Regions from separate parts of the Sus scrofa genome. Here region 2 is linked to region 1. The links are chromatin contacts, called in public Hi-C maps. All regions are on one chromosome and are shown on one strand. Each heading gives the region's core, a stretch centred on a gene start, on an enhancer-like site or on the middle of the called end of the contact. The rest is flanking DNA. Distances are from core to core; before and after follow the strand shown.

The links. A called contact is a pair of places that touch in the nucleus more often than the background predicts.
Region 2: a Hi-C map of skeletal muscle shows a contact between it and region 1, with 4 times the contacts expected there. The contact joins two enhancer-like sites. A contact is called at or near these places in 3 of 47 Hi-C or Micro-C datasets (embryonic fibroblasts and skeletal muscle) and 1 of 2 datasets of contacts at active chromatin or transcription factors (skeletal muscle).

Annotation. Positions count from the first base shown.
Region 1 is chr7:28,982,060-28,989,538 of Sscrofa11.1, reverse strand. All of the region lies in intron 4 of DST (dystonin), which reads right to left. Among named protein-coding and RNA genes, the nearest start is that of DST, 170 kb to the right of the region's middle. Within about 2 kb of position 3,333, at least 6 of the 83 cell types and tissues checked have an H3K27ac peak or open chromatin away from gene starts, as enhancers often do. A contact at or near this core is called in skeletal muscle, where this site is marked.
Region 2 is chr7:29,129,262-29,136,740 of Sscrofa11.1, reverse strand. DST (dystonin) reads right to left here. Exons shown (of 101, transcript XM_021098579.1): 30 at 7,048-7,226; 31 at 6,410-6,548; 32 at 5,124-5,317; 33 at 3,418-3,580; 34 at 2,625-2,708; 35 at 1,899-2,006; 36 at 942-1,040. Among named protein-coding and RNA genes, the nearest start is that of COL21A1, 280 kb to the left of the region's middle. Within about 2 kb of position 3,605, at least 1 of the 83 cell types and tissues checked has an H3K27ac peak or open chromatin away from gene starts, as enhancers often do. A contact at or near this core is called in skeletal muscle, where this site is marked.

The sequences.
Region 1 (7,479 bases), core at 2,084-4,583:
TGAATCCTCACGGATACTATGTCGGGTTCTTAACCCACTGAACCACAATGGGAACGCCTGATTTTTAATTCTGATATTTTTTGCCACACCCGTGGCATGCAGAAGTTCTGGGGGCAGGGATTGAACCTGAGCCACAGCAGTGAAAACACTGGATACTTAACTCACTGTGCCACAGGGAAACACTTATTTTTTTTTATTGTAAATGCTGGAAAAAGATGGAGTTCACGTTGTGACTCAGCGAGTTACAAACCCAATTAGTATCCATGAAGATGCAAGTCTGATCCCTGGCCTCACTGGGTTGAGGATCTGGCGTTGCCATGAGCCGTGGTGTAGATCGCAGATGCAGGTTGGATCCTACACCGATGTGGCTGTGGTGTAGACCTCAGTTGCCTCTAGCCTGGTAAACTCCATATGCCGCAGGTGCAGCCCTAAAACACACACACACACACACACACACACACACACACACACACACACACACAAAGGTAAATGCTAGACAAAGAAAAAATGAGCTATCAAGCCATGAGGAGATACAGAGGAACCTTCACGGTACACTGCAAAGTGAACAAAGACAAATGCAAAAAGGCTGCAGGCTGTATGATTCTACAGCTGGAATCTGGAAACGGCAAAAATCTACACAGGCGGTACAAAGATCCGTGAGGGCAGAGAGGAATAAACAGGCGGAGCGCAGTGCAGTTGTAAAAATCGGCTCTCAAAGGCTATTCATCTAAAACATTATTCCCTGCCCTCAAAATGCTTAGTCTCATGTTACCTTATGATCCATATCCTGCCCAATTCCCAAATGGAGTTACTATGACACACAGAAAAGGGACACGGAAAGCGGAAATGAAATCTCAAGAAGCAAGAGTGGGGAAAGCTCCACAACTATTTCCATGATTCGAGCTAAAGAGTAACGTTTCAATGTTCCTTAGATGACTTCCTCCATCAAACCCCGTCATTTCTCTCCTTGCCCCACGAAGCTGCCCTTCGCCGCATCCACATCGGTGACAATGGTACAGGTATGTGATGACGTCATCGATGTCAGGCCCCCACTGGACTCCTTCAAAGCAGGTAAAGGAGATTAGTAATACAACAGTAACCAGAAAGCCATACCTGTGGTAAAAAGTTAGGTTCAGAGAACTTAAACAAATAAGAAAGGTCCCAGCTTGAAACTGTCCCACCCAGAACTGTGGTCTTGTCATGACACTAGACAGGGCGATGTGACCTGTGTTGTGCACGTTATCTTCCAGCTGTCAAAGTAGCGACATAATAAACACACCTTCGTGGTTAAGCAGGACACCAGCCTAATTTAATCCAAAAGATCGTAACTGCACCTAACGTCAAAGCCTGTGAGTAAATTTCAACCCTGAGCGTGAGACACCCTAATCTGTTCCCTTCATCTTCCCAGAACTGGAGCTTTGCGACCACTGCTGATAGGACACAACTGCCGTGCTCCCTGTGCCCAGTTCTTCAAAGTCATACAGGTTCGAAAAGATGAACTAGAATCTTCCCCATACTAGTTTTTGCTGCTCCTTAAAGTGGGACTCTCGGGGGGGAAAAACAAACAAACAAACAAACAAACAAACAAAAAAACCTGCTGCCTTTAAGCATGTAAACAAACAAATAACCAGCCAGGAAACTAACTATTGAGGAATAAAGTGGAAGTTGGAGAAAAGAGAGCTCCGTTTATTAAAAAACAAACCAACAAAAAAAAACCCTTTCTTCTGGACAGTATACATACAGCCTGAGAGCCACCACATCTCAGAATAACTTGTGTTTTAAAATGAACACTGACCATCCAATTACCAAGAGGTATTTTAACTGAATTCCTGTTAGATAATAGAGTCTCTTCAAAAGGGAACAGAATGAAAAACATTACCTAAGAAAACTGGGCATCACTTTGGAAGTTCATAAATTCTTTTTCACGGGGCCCCCAATTTAGATGAGCGCTAATCCTCACCCTGGTATGCGACTAAAATTGTCTGCGAAGAGCAGTTGTCCCCCGACATTCTGGCTGTGGCTGTCACGTAATAGTTCAAGAATGCAGTGTCATTTAAGGAGACACCAGAATTTCCCGAATCGAATGTGGAGTGTGAGGACGTCTGTACATTACATGGTAAAAATGTTTATCTCCAACAATTCGAAAGTTATAAATCATTGTCAAAGAAGTACAAAGGCCCTGGGTCAAAATATTCACGTAGATGTTTTAGTTTTGCGTATTTGTGGGTAAAATGGCAAGACTCCATTTGCCTATGCAAAAAATAGAAATATCTGTTCCCTGTTTGCCACAAACACTGACTGCACAAACATAACAGCAAAATTAATCACAACCAGGGGTTAAAATGGCACAAAACACAGAGTCATTAGCAGTGTGGGGATCACAGGTCCCTTGGAGAATCTGGTGAAATCTGCAGGCTTCCTTTCAAATGCACATCACACATGTACACAGACACCAAATTTTACCTACAAGTTCAGGGAGTGCGTGACCTTTTAAGCTCAGCTGCAAAATGTTTTCTCACCCTACTGCAAGGTTACATCAGAGTCACCAGGCTGGTGCGTGGTCTGTGCAATCATAACCTCAAGTGTGAATATTCAAGCGAGAAAATAAAAGAACCCCAGCATTACTAAGAAACTGCTTTCCTTAAGAGACACCGCAGCAGAAGCAGGGGAAAGTTACACCTGATCAGGTGGGCTCCAGGCTATTTTAAACGTCAGGGTTGAGCAATGGGAAGAAAACTGACCTATCCAAATATCAACTTTTAAAAGTAAGTATAATTTTAGACTGTGGGCCAACTTCTGCCATATAAGCACTTTATCATTTGGCAAAACCAAATGTCAAATTTACACCTTAATGGACAGAGTAAATTTTTCAGTATAACATCTGAATTCTTTTATGAAGGGGAAAACATGAATAAAAAGAGACCTAAGTTCTTTATGAGCTGAATCAAGAGATGTTTCTTTCTTTCTTTTTTTTTCTTTTGGCTTTTTGCCTTTTTCTAGGGCTGCTCCTGCGGCATATGGAGGTTCCCAGGCTAGGATCGGAGCTGTAGCCGCCGGCCTACGCCAGAGTCACAGCACCGCGGGATCCAAGCTGCATCTGCGACCTACACCACAGCTCACAACGCCAGGTCCTTAACCCACTGAGTGAGTCCAGAGATCGAACCCGCAACCTCGTGGTTCCTAGTCGGATTCGTTAACCACTGAGCCATGACTGGAACTCCAAGAGATGTTTCTTAAATGATGTTTCTATGCTCCGATGCTCTCGGTGTGGCAGGGGTCGGGTGGGGGGCTGTGGCCAGATTACTCTCTCCTGCGAGTCAAACGTACAAATGTCTTCTGTCCACTACCAGAGCTGCAGCTGGTCCTTCATGTGACTCTGACCACGTGGTTACCAGGCAGCATCTCCAGTCTAAAAAACTACAAAACTAAGGCAACAAACGACATGCTCTTTAAAACTCCCCGTTGTTTTTATTCAGGTTTATATTCAAAAGTAAACAGTGAGAATCAGGGTCACTTAGCAGAAGAGAACATTTCAGATCACAGGTCATTTTGTCACAGGGTGCTCTGAAGTGGCATTACATAGGGCCCAGGGCCCTCAGGAAGGTGGTGGCCACAGGTACATCACAGCAGTGGCCAGCCCCTGGGGACAACCCCCAGGGTAAGCCCGGGACCCCTCGCCTTCTGTTGGCCTGACGACCAGGCTGCCTGCCTTCTGGTGACAGACCAGCCCCCAACTCCCAGCGAAGCCACTCCCAGGCTCCGTGAGATGGTAAATACTGTTTAAAGCTTCTAGGCTGGTGAGTAATTTGTTACATGGAAAATCCCAGCAACATGGATGGAGATGATCCAACCAAGTGAAGTAAGAGAGAGACAAATCTCATATGGGATCACTAACAGGTGGAATCTAATAAAAATAATACAGATGAACTTCATGAAACAGAAATAGACACTCAGACACAGAAAACAAACTTTTGGTTGTGGGAGGGGAATAAATTAGGAGTTTTGGATTAAAAGAAACACACTGCTATACATAAAAGAATTAATCAACAAGGATCTGCTGTATAGCACAGGGAACGTGACTCAATATCCTATAAAAACCTATATGGGAAAGGAATCTGAAAAAGTATATATATAAAACAGAATCACTTTGCTGTTCACCTGAAACTAACACAACAGATAAGCAATGAGATCCTGCTGTGTAGCACTGGGAACTATATCTAGTCACTTATGACGGAGCATGATAATGTGAGAAAAAGAATGTATACATGTATGCGTAACTGGGTCACCTTGCTGTATAGTAGAAAGCTGACAGAACCCTGCAAACCAGCTATAATGGAAAAAAAAATTAAAATCATTAAAATTAAAAAAAAAATACTAACACAACATTGTAGGTCAACTATTCCACAACTTTAAACGTTCGTTATGCAGAATAGATAACTAGTACACTTGTCTTTTTTTTTTTTTTTTTTTTTTTTTGGTTTTTTAGGGCCTCACCCACAGCATACAGAGGTTCCCAGGCTAGGGGCTGATTTGGAGCTGTAACCGCCAGCCTACACCACAGCCACGGCAACGCGGGATCCCAGCCACATCTGCAAGCTACACCACAGCTCACGGCAACACCAGATCCTTAACCCACTGAGCAGGGCCAGGGATCAAACCTGTGTCCTCATGGATGCTAGTCAGACTCATTAACAGCTGAGCCATGGCGGGCACTCCCGACCTGTCTTTATATTCTTTTCTGAGCCTCGGGCCCTCCTAAGTACTGGTCACCAGGTAACATTTCTTCACTGTGCGTCCCGTATAACCACCCCCATACTGAATTAACATGCTTTTTTCACTTCCTCTCCCCGACCCAGACAAACACCACAAAAGCCTACACACCTACAGACAAAAGGCTGCCGTCTGCACACCTCTTACCCAACACACTCAGGAGACCGACCGGCCGGCCCGCCCCGTCCGTGACCATGGGGAGGTGAGACCAAGCAAGGCCTTGTGGGCTCCTGCGCACACAGGCTTTCCTGTATCCCCCATTTCTTGTTTTTGGGGAATGGGCTTCAGCCTCCCTGACCTTGCCTGGGTTCCAAAAAGCAGGTGCAGAGAGTTGCTAATCCGGGAAGGGAGGGGGGTGAAGAGACCAGCGAGGAACAGTCAAGAGACAGCGGTACAGCCTTGGGGCAGGGCCCTGGTCCCCCTCCGGGAACGTGGATAACAATACTTTTGAGTTCATCCACAGAGCTAAAGCCCTCAACAAATGGAAGATGTCAATGAAGCCTTCTTCATTTCCAGAGAGAAGGATCACCGGCTCTGAAAAGCCATGCAAGCTTGCCTCTCCCCTGATCCTTATCTGCGGCCCTGTTTTCCACTCCCCAAACTATAAAACCACCTCCCAATCTCTCCCAGGGGGGGCACAGTCTTTAAGACATTAGTCTGCTGTGGCCTCCTTTGCCTGGCAAAGCAACAAAGCTATCTTGTTCTCTCTCCTTCACCCAAAACCCTGTCTCTGCATTTGTATTTGGCACCAACAGACAGAGGCCAAGGGTCAGCAACAGGCTGAGCTCAAGGCGAGGGGGACGCAGGAACCAGGGTGACCCCCTGCTCAGCTTCTGCCAATCGTTGCCTTGGAATATGAGGGCCAAGGGTTACCAGATGGCCTGTTTTGTTTTTTCAAAAGAAGGCTAACCTCTGCATTTGTAAATGAAATTGCCCCTTTTTTTTTTTTTTGGTTTTTAGGGCCGCAGCATATGGAGGTTCCCAGGCTAGGGGTCAAATCAGAGCTGGAGCTGCCTGCCTATACCACAGCCACAGCAACGCAGGATCCAAGCCGCGTCTGCAACCTACACCACGGCTCATGGCAACGCCGGATCCTTAACCCACTGAGCGAGGCCAGGGATCGAACCCGAAACCTCATGGTTCCTAGTCAGATTCGTTCCCACTGCGCCATGATGGGAACTCCTAAATTGCCCAATTTTTAAACACAGTTTAAAATTTTACAATAGTACACAGGATAAAACGTAGCTACTGTCTGGATTCAGCCTGTGGACCGTCGACTTCTGGTCTCCACTCTAAATTAATCTTCCTAGAATTTCTCTCGGATCCACCTTCCTCAAAAGAACCTGTGAGCTTCTTAAGGGAAATGGAGCCACTCCACCTGGCTTTGACCACAGCTTGCACACGGCCCCAACTTACCCTTCCAGCCTCCCAGACCCCTTGGGAATGTTCTGTTCCGGCAGCCTGTCCGACTCCCTCTGCAAGAACCGTGTGTTTACGCTGACAATGTTCCAGCCCACTGCCCCATCCACACCCCGCCCACATCTGAAACCAAAGGTCCCTTCCTCCGGCAAAGCCTCTCGATTGCCCAGCCCGCTTCTGAAGTCCTGCAGCCAAGCACTGTGACAACACGCGTGTAATCATTAACCTGGGGTCAGTGGCTGGTGCTACCATCTTGGACTTGCACTTGAACCTGGTATATTCATTCAGCTTTCCAAACACTTAGACTGTTGAGTAGTGATTCCGTAATACTGTATCTAGGATACACTGGATTTGGTTCATTCACAAACCACGAAGCCCAGAGGCCTCCCTGACTGTACTGGGTGCTCAAGACTATACACAAAGATGACTATACACAGTCCGTGATGTCAGGCTGCTCACAGATCACTGGGGCAGCGAGATGCAAGCAGCTCCCTCCCTTAGCACCGACAACAAGGCGTGCTTCGGGAAATCGATGGGGCAGAAACCCAGCTCTTCCACAAAGACAGGATCCATGGAAGGAGGTGACAGTGGAAGGGGGCTGGGAATAATCAATGATTCGTCACAATAAAGAAGCCTCCCCCACCCCACCCCTGTGCCCTCCCGGGCCAGCAGGGGCCTTGCAGGATTCTGGGCACCCCTGGCATCATCAGCATCTCCCGGCTCACAGAATCCAAGCTGCTTGGTTGATTAACATTAACTGTCTCCATCTTACCTCTGAACAGAAGTCCAGCCATCATAATTATGCATAAAACAGGTGCCAGTAAATAGCTCCCTTATTAACTGAAAACCAGTCTAATGTTTTACCAGATATGATGCCAAAACAGCAGCACTATTCTCCCTTTTTTTCAAATTTTACTGAAGTGTAGCTGATTTACAATGTTGTGTTAATTTCTGCTCTACAGCACTGTGATCCAGTAATACATACATATTCTTTCCCATTATGGTTTATCACAGGATATTAAACACAGTTCCCTGTGCTGCACAGTAGACCTTGTTGTTTATCCGTTCTATGTATTACAGTTTGCATCTGCTAACTCCATACTCCCAAGCCTTCCCTCCCCCCTCCCCGCTGGCAACCACAAATCCATGGTTGTTCTCTATGTCTGTGAGTCTATCCTGTTTTGCAGATATGTTCATTTCTGTCTTTTTTTTTTTTCCGCTTTTCTTTTTTTTTTTTTTTGGCTGCCCCACAGCACATGGAGTTCCCAGGCTAGGGATTAGATTCCAGCC
Region 2 (7,479 bases), core at 2,356-4,855, 150 kb before region 1:
GATACGAATGGAGTCACCTTCAGAACGTCAACAATGGTCTGATTTAAATAGCTAAGGCCCCACAATTTCCTTATTGTAGCATTCGGTTTACTATTTTTGTCTGTTCTGAGGTTAGGAATAGGAAGCAAATCAAGAGACTAGAGCATAGCATAATACCTTTAGAATTAGATACAACAGGCTTTTATGAAAACATATTTGGCAAAAACAAGAACAAAAGCAAAAACAAAATCTGCAATTCTTAAAAAGCACTACTGTTTTGTATAAATACCTGGCACTTCTAACTTAATGGCTTTTGCTTTAAAGCCTTGAAGAGGTAAATTAATTTAAAATGCACAAAACAAAGGTGTTTATGTAGTGTTTCTGCAGACCTCATAACAGTAGTAAGAATACTTCAAAGAAGTTTATTGCTCAACTGTGAGAAAACTGAAAAATATTCTGCCAAACTGCCAACAGTCCATAATTTAAAAAGAACCACTTAAGACCTTCAATCCCATCATATGAGAGTCCTTAGAGCGAAAAATAAAAATGTTTTTCAATTCAGAGTTCCCATCATGGCGCAGCGGAAATGAATCCGACTAGGAACCATGAGCTTGTGGGCTCAATCCCTGGCCTCGCTCAGTGGACGTTGCTGTAAGCTCTGGTGTAGGTGGCAGATGCGGCTCGGATCTGGCGTTGCTGTGGCTGGGGCATAGGCAGGCAGCTGCAGCTCTGATTCCACCCCTAGCCTGGGAACCTCCATATGCAGGAGTGGCGGCCCTAAAAAGCAAAAAAAATGGTTTTCAATCCGAGAGAATCTTAATAACAACTGCCAAATCCTAAGCTTCTCTTTTTCCCAGTAATTTTATAATTCATCACTTATATATCAGCTCTCAGCCATGTGAGCGTATCATGCAACCACCTCGTGGCTCCTTTTCAGTGACCTGCCCGTGGTTAATGGTTACCTCCTCCTCTTCCAGCCTCTTCAGAGAGTCGCCAGCAAATTTAATATACTGTGTCATGAGGGTGACCAGAGCAGTATACCGTGTCCTTAGGTCCATGAACTGCAAGTAAGGAAAACATAATAAAAATGTCATCTCCAGTTGCCCTAAATGAGTGGAATGAACGCTGAGGAATAATTAAAATCTTAACAAGGCTTTGTGACAGGGAAGTCCACAACTGCCCTGTAATGATAACCGCAGAGGAATGAGATTTTTTGGGGGGTGGCACCATTGCGGCATGTGGAAGTTCCTGGAGCCAGGGATGAAACCCGAGCTACAGCAGTGACAATGCCAGATCCTTAACCTGCTGAGCCACCAAGAATGAGATCACTTGTGTGCAAACTGCACTTGCTGATAATCCTCTTCTAAATTTAATCATGAGGTACATTTATTATTCTGCATTAATTAACCTTGAATGGATATTTCCAGAGTTTCTGCTGTGGCTCAACAGGTTAAGAACCTAACAGGTATCTTCAAAGATGCAGATTTGATCCCTGGCCTTGCTCAGTGGGTTAAGGATGGGGCGTTGCCACAAGCTGTAGTGTAGGTCACAGATGCAGCTCAGATCTGGTGTGGCTGTGGCTGTGGTGTAGGCCTGCAGCTCGACCTCCAATTCAACCCCTAGCCTGGGAACGTCCCTACGCTGCAGGAGAAAAAATAAAGATTTTCAAAGGGTTTTTTAAAACCCTTAATAAATGCGTTGTTATAGGCAGAGCGCTTCTATTGGGGATGATGAAATGTTCTGAAAATGGCTCGTGGTCAAGTACGTTATGAATGTACTGAAGGCCGCTGAACTGTACGTTTACAAATGGCCAGGATGGTGAACTTTCTATTAGGCGCACGTGACCACAAGACAAATGTGTAAGTGCAAGGTTGTGAAAGCGAGGCTTCTGCCTGTTACACCCTCCCTCTGTGCATCACCTCCTGGATGACGAGGTCGGCTGAGCTCTGCACCCTCCTGCGTTTCACCGGAGACTTCTGCTGCGAGTCCACCATGGCCCGGTAGGTCATCGTCTGTAACTCGTAGTCCTGTGCAAAGGAACCAGTGAGGTCACGTTCACCCAGCTCCGCCTGGGGGGGTCCCTCTACTGTGATCTAACGCAGGGAAACCTAACCGGGTCTCGCCAACTTTCAGAAAATACTGCAGAACCCCGTTTTCAGGAATCGCTCCAATCCCGAGATGTTTCCAGGGGGTGATACAAGTCAGAAACATTCAGGGTGGCCAGGAAAGGTCCCACATCCCGTGGGGACACTTAGGGCCAATGCACTGGTATTCCCAGCCTCCCTCTCCTCTGGTGAGGAAGTAGATCTGAGGATCTAGGTGGTGGAAGCTGAGCTTGGGGGGCGACTCAGCACAGGGAGGACAGTCCTAAGGTCGAAGTTCTCCCGTGGAAAGTTCCAGCAAGGTGGGGAGGGATCAGCAAGGCGGTAAGAGTCAGATTCCAGAGCTACGTGGGGTGGGTGTGCTATGCACATGTGTGGCGGAGGCATAAAAGAACCCGGGGTCACCCTGGGACTCAGGTTCCCACAAAGAATGAACAGATAACTGTCCAAGAGACTCAAGCCAACATGGTTCTCAGTTTTAGCGGAGACGGAACGAAGCCACCCCTGCACGTTACCCTGGACGCAAGGAACCAGCCCGCTCACCTTCACGGCCACGGAGTACTGTTCTGCGAATTTCTGACACTCATCCATTTTGCTCTGTTTCATTTCTATTTCCGACACCAGCATCTATAAACACACAGTGGAGGAGAAAGAGGACAAGGATGTCTATACTGTCCGGTAACTAAGATCCCAGGCCCCAAGGAATACCCACACCACTTAATAACACAGCCCTTTCCCCCGGCAGCACTTGATGTCCTCTGGCTTGCGGCTAGAGCACAAACTTTCAACGGTAAGCCACTAAGTGACACACCCTCACGGGGCTTCCACAGCAGAAATTACGAAACTCCACAGGAACGATCTAAAAGAAGACTCGAGACCCTTGGTCCCCACGTAATCCCGATCTAAAGAGGCTAGAAATGACTGGCCATCAGGATGGAACAAAAATCCCAAAGCATTTAACTGTCAAATGCGGCTGCTCAGTTTTCTACAACTAACAATCTCTAGTTATCTAGGATCCCAGGAAAAGTGCCAGAGAGATTTCCATGCCGGGATGAAATGATTATTAGGACTTGGAACACTGTGCCAGCACGCTGCTTTATATTATTCCGTACGCCTTCAAAAATGACATCCAAGAAATCCATGCAATGCAGGCATGTCTGAGTAAGATCTTAGTATTTAGGACTCCCCATCCCCCTCCCTCAAAAGTGGACTTATCTTTTTTCTTTTCTTTTTTTTTACATTGGATGACTTATTCTTTGAATGAGAAAGGAAGATAAAAGTCGTGAGCGACCAAATGCAGACACAACCTCAGTACAAGGAATCGTTATTGACGCACCTTTTGCTGATTCAACTGTGTGGCGAGGGTTTTGCTATTTTCAGGCTGATTTTCCTGAATCTTTCTCTGAGTCGTCTCAACCTGCTGGATCCAGTCATCCAGAGGATGATAGGAGTCTCTGTACTGCTTCAGCGACTTGCCCAGGCCTTCCAGGTCACGTAACCTGAGAGAGGAACCACGGAACAGTCACGGCTTCCAGCAGAGGCGGGAGGTGTGGAGAAGGAGGGACAAAGTAACTGTCCTGGGGTGCAGCCAGCACCACAGGGGTGCGTCCAGGAACTAAAGCCACAGCACCCCAGGCCCATCTCCAAGGGCCCCCCCTGCCTCATTTGAGCTTTTAAACTAGTTTACTCCCGCTGTTGTACTGATTATCCTGGGAATGAGCCCAAGAGACTAAAAGCAGGAAAATTGGGGAGTTCCTGTTGTGGCTGAGCAGGTTAAGAACCCGATTAGAATCCATGAGGATGTGCATTCAATACCGGGTTTCTCTCAGTGGGTTAAGGATCCGGCGTTGCCGTGAGCTATGGTGTAGGTCACAGATGCAGCTCGGATCCCGGGTTGCTGTGGCTGTGGTGTAGGCTGGTGGCTACAGCTCCCATTTGACCCCTAGTCTGGAAACTTCCATGTGCTGCAGGTGCAGCCCTAAAAAGGAAAAAAAACCCGTAAAAAAATGAATAAGACTATTCCTTTTGTGTTAGGATGAGCCTCCCATACCACCTATTTCCCTCTGCTTTTTCATTTCAGTCACTGGGAAATCATTTCAACTTTCTTATATCTTTGATGAAAATGAGCATCAGGGGAGTTCCCGTTGTGGCTCAGCGGTTAATGAATCTGACTAGGAGCCATGAGGTTGCGGGTTCGATCCCTGGCCTCTCTCAGTGGGTTAAGGATCCGGTGTTGCCATGAGCTGTGGTGTAGGTCGAAGACGAGGCTCAGGTCCAGCATTGCTGTGGCTCTGGTGTAGGCCGGCAGCGGTAGCTCCGATTAGACGCCTAGCCTGGGAACCTCCATATGCCATGGGAGGCCCTAGAAAAGGGCAAAAAAAGACAACATAAAATAAAATAAAATAAAATAAAATAAAATAAAATAAAATAAAATGAGCATCAGGGCGTTTCCGTTTCTTTACACCTCTTTTTTTTTCTGGCTATACCTGCAGCATGTGGAAGTTCCCAGGTCAGGGATGGAACCTGCGGCACCACAGCAGTGACAACGCCGGATCTTTAACCCACTGAGCCACCAGGGAACTCTCTTTATTTATCTTTATTTATTTATCTATTTATTTATTTATCTATTTATTTATCTAGTGTAAATGTTACATCCAGCTCTAGGAAATGCATGACCCACGCTCCTCTTACTAAGTCATGGTTATTTGGACATTACAACTTGTTGAAAATTAGAGAACTATATTGTTTTTTTCCTTCAAAAAAAGGCAAATAGACTAACCATACACATGTCAGAGTAGATCAATAGTTGTCATAACATGGAACTAAAAATATTTATTTGTAAGTTAAAGATCTTGCTAAAGTCCATCCTATGAAAAAGAAATGGAATTAGAGCCTTGCAATGAACACAACGAACTTTATATGGATATTAACTCTACAGAATTAATTACATAAGGCAGATAAATGCCTAACACGCCAAGACTACCCAGAATACTCAAGAGAAAGATTAAATCTGAGCTAAAACCGAATGGAAAAGGCACTGACTTATTGTCAATCTGTATGTGAACATTTTGCCACCTCTCCACCAGCTGATCTGCTTTTTCTTTGTGCCAGTCAAGGTCAAGGTCACGCTCCTTGTAAGTTTTAAACATCTCATCACTGATGGTCTTGGCTCTCTGCAGCTCATCCTCCAGAGCGTGGAAGACCTCTCTCTTTTCATCAACCTCTGATCTCCATCGCTGAAACACACCAGTTGGTGAAAGTTAATGAAAGGTGTCGACCCCTCCCTGGGCGAACACATTATTCACCTGATTTTACAATTCTTACAAATGACTGAGATAAAACCAGACAATGGAAAGAATATCTTTCATAGACATAATATTACACGAGGCTGTACTTATAAAAAGCCAATATTTAACTGTATTTTGACCTAAAAAAAAAAAAAAATCAATAATCTTTGGGAGTTCCCTGGTGTCTCAGTGGGTTAAGGATCCAGTATTGCCACTACTGTGTCTTGGGTCACTGTCACGGGGAGGGTTCGATCCCTAGCCCAGCAACTTCCACATGCCTTGACCATGGCCAAAAACCCCCACAAAAGATCATCCGATTTTTTAAAAAATCAACAATTTAATAAAGTTCGGCCTAAGAGAATCTACATATGAATAAAATAAAACAAATTCCATAAGCAAGTCTGCTACCTCAATAAGTCTTTTTCATTGTTTAAAAATGAATACATGCATTAAAAGTCACTGAGATAACTTTTCACAACTACTATGCACCAGCTTTACTCAGGGTTTTCTGAACAGAATAACAGAAATAGTCAAGCACAACTACCAGTCTTTTTTCTTCCTAGATTAACTAACTCCCCTACTTATTTCCTTGATTTCTTAAAGTAACTGCTTCTTTAAGGAAACTATTACAAATATTTACTTTTTAGCTTCAACTCCTCTTGTTGCCAACATGAACTGCCTATAAAAACCTGTCAAAAAGATTCAAATTTCAAACTAAATCTGCAAAGAAAAGAATCTGAAAAAGAATATATATATGTATATATATCACTGAATCACTGTGCTGCACACCTGACACTAACACAACATTATAAATCAACTGCACTTCAATGAAAAAAAAACCACAAAACTTCAAACAAGAACTCACCTCAAATTAAAAATGACAATTTAACTTATTTACAGTAAGTCATGACAGGACACGGAATGAATATAAATGTATTCAAGTGAAGATATTTAATGTTTGGTGTCTGAAGACCTGAGTCAAGTGCTAGAGAAATACTTTTAAAAGACAATCTGAAAAAATAGCCAGCAGTAAGGTCATACCTTTAAAGTACTTATTAGATTCTCAATGTTATTTTTGTCAGCTATAACTGCTTCCTCTTCACACAGTTTCGTTTCATAGAGCTTTACAAGGGCTTCTGCAGCTTGAGTGTTTTTTAACACCAAGTTAACAGTTTTCAGCCTAGAAAAGAGAATCAAACATTTCCCCCTTTTGGTAAGCATTTATTTTCCCACAGTGCAGTCCTAAAGCACCATTAGGGGGCATGATACAGTATGTTCTTCATCTTGGGACACCAACACATTTACTACCAGATTAACGTCCAGCTAACTGTCTGCTTACAGAACCCACGCCCTGCCCCAGTGGTGGCCTTTAGCAGGAGATCCCACCAGAATAAGGCTTCTTTCAAACCTACTTTGGACCAAGCCTGGGAGGAAAGTCCTATACTCTACAACAGGTGAGCTACCAAAACTACAGGCAGAAAGTAGGAAGATCACTAATGCCCTGAATGCTCTGGTCTCCGAGACCCCCTCCCTTTCAACATGAAGAAACAGCATAAATCAATAGAAATCATAAATATATGTGTCCTTAAGACAAGAAAATCTATATTCTTAAAAATGAGCAGCACGTATATAAAAATGGCCATTGTGCGAAGCCAGTTTATACAGTTTATAGTATGTACTTTTCAATGTAGGTGGAGGACATGGAATAGACGTGGTTCATGCTCTGGACGACCACACTGAGCTCAGAGCGCAATGTGGGGGCTGAGGAAGAAGCAGCTGCTTGACTGAAGAAGTCTTCACATTTGTTTGTGATGGTGGCCAAGTCATCTTTAAGTCGCTCCAGCTCTTTCTTTAGTTTCTATAAAACAGAGAACAAAGATGGGGGTCAGGCCACCACTCCAGATGGGGTCTCTTCCTTCAAAGACTTTAAAAACACACACTGGAGTTCCCGTCGTGGCGCAGTGGTTAACGAATCCGACTAGGAACCATGAGGTTGTGGGTTCGGTCCCTGCCCTTGCTCAGTGGGTTAACGATCCGGCGTTGCCATGAGCTGTGGTGTAGGTTGCAGACGCAGCTCGGATCCCACGTTGCTGTGGCTCTGGCGTAGGTCG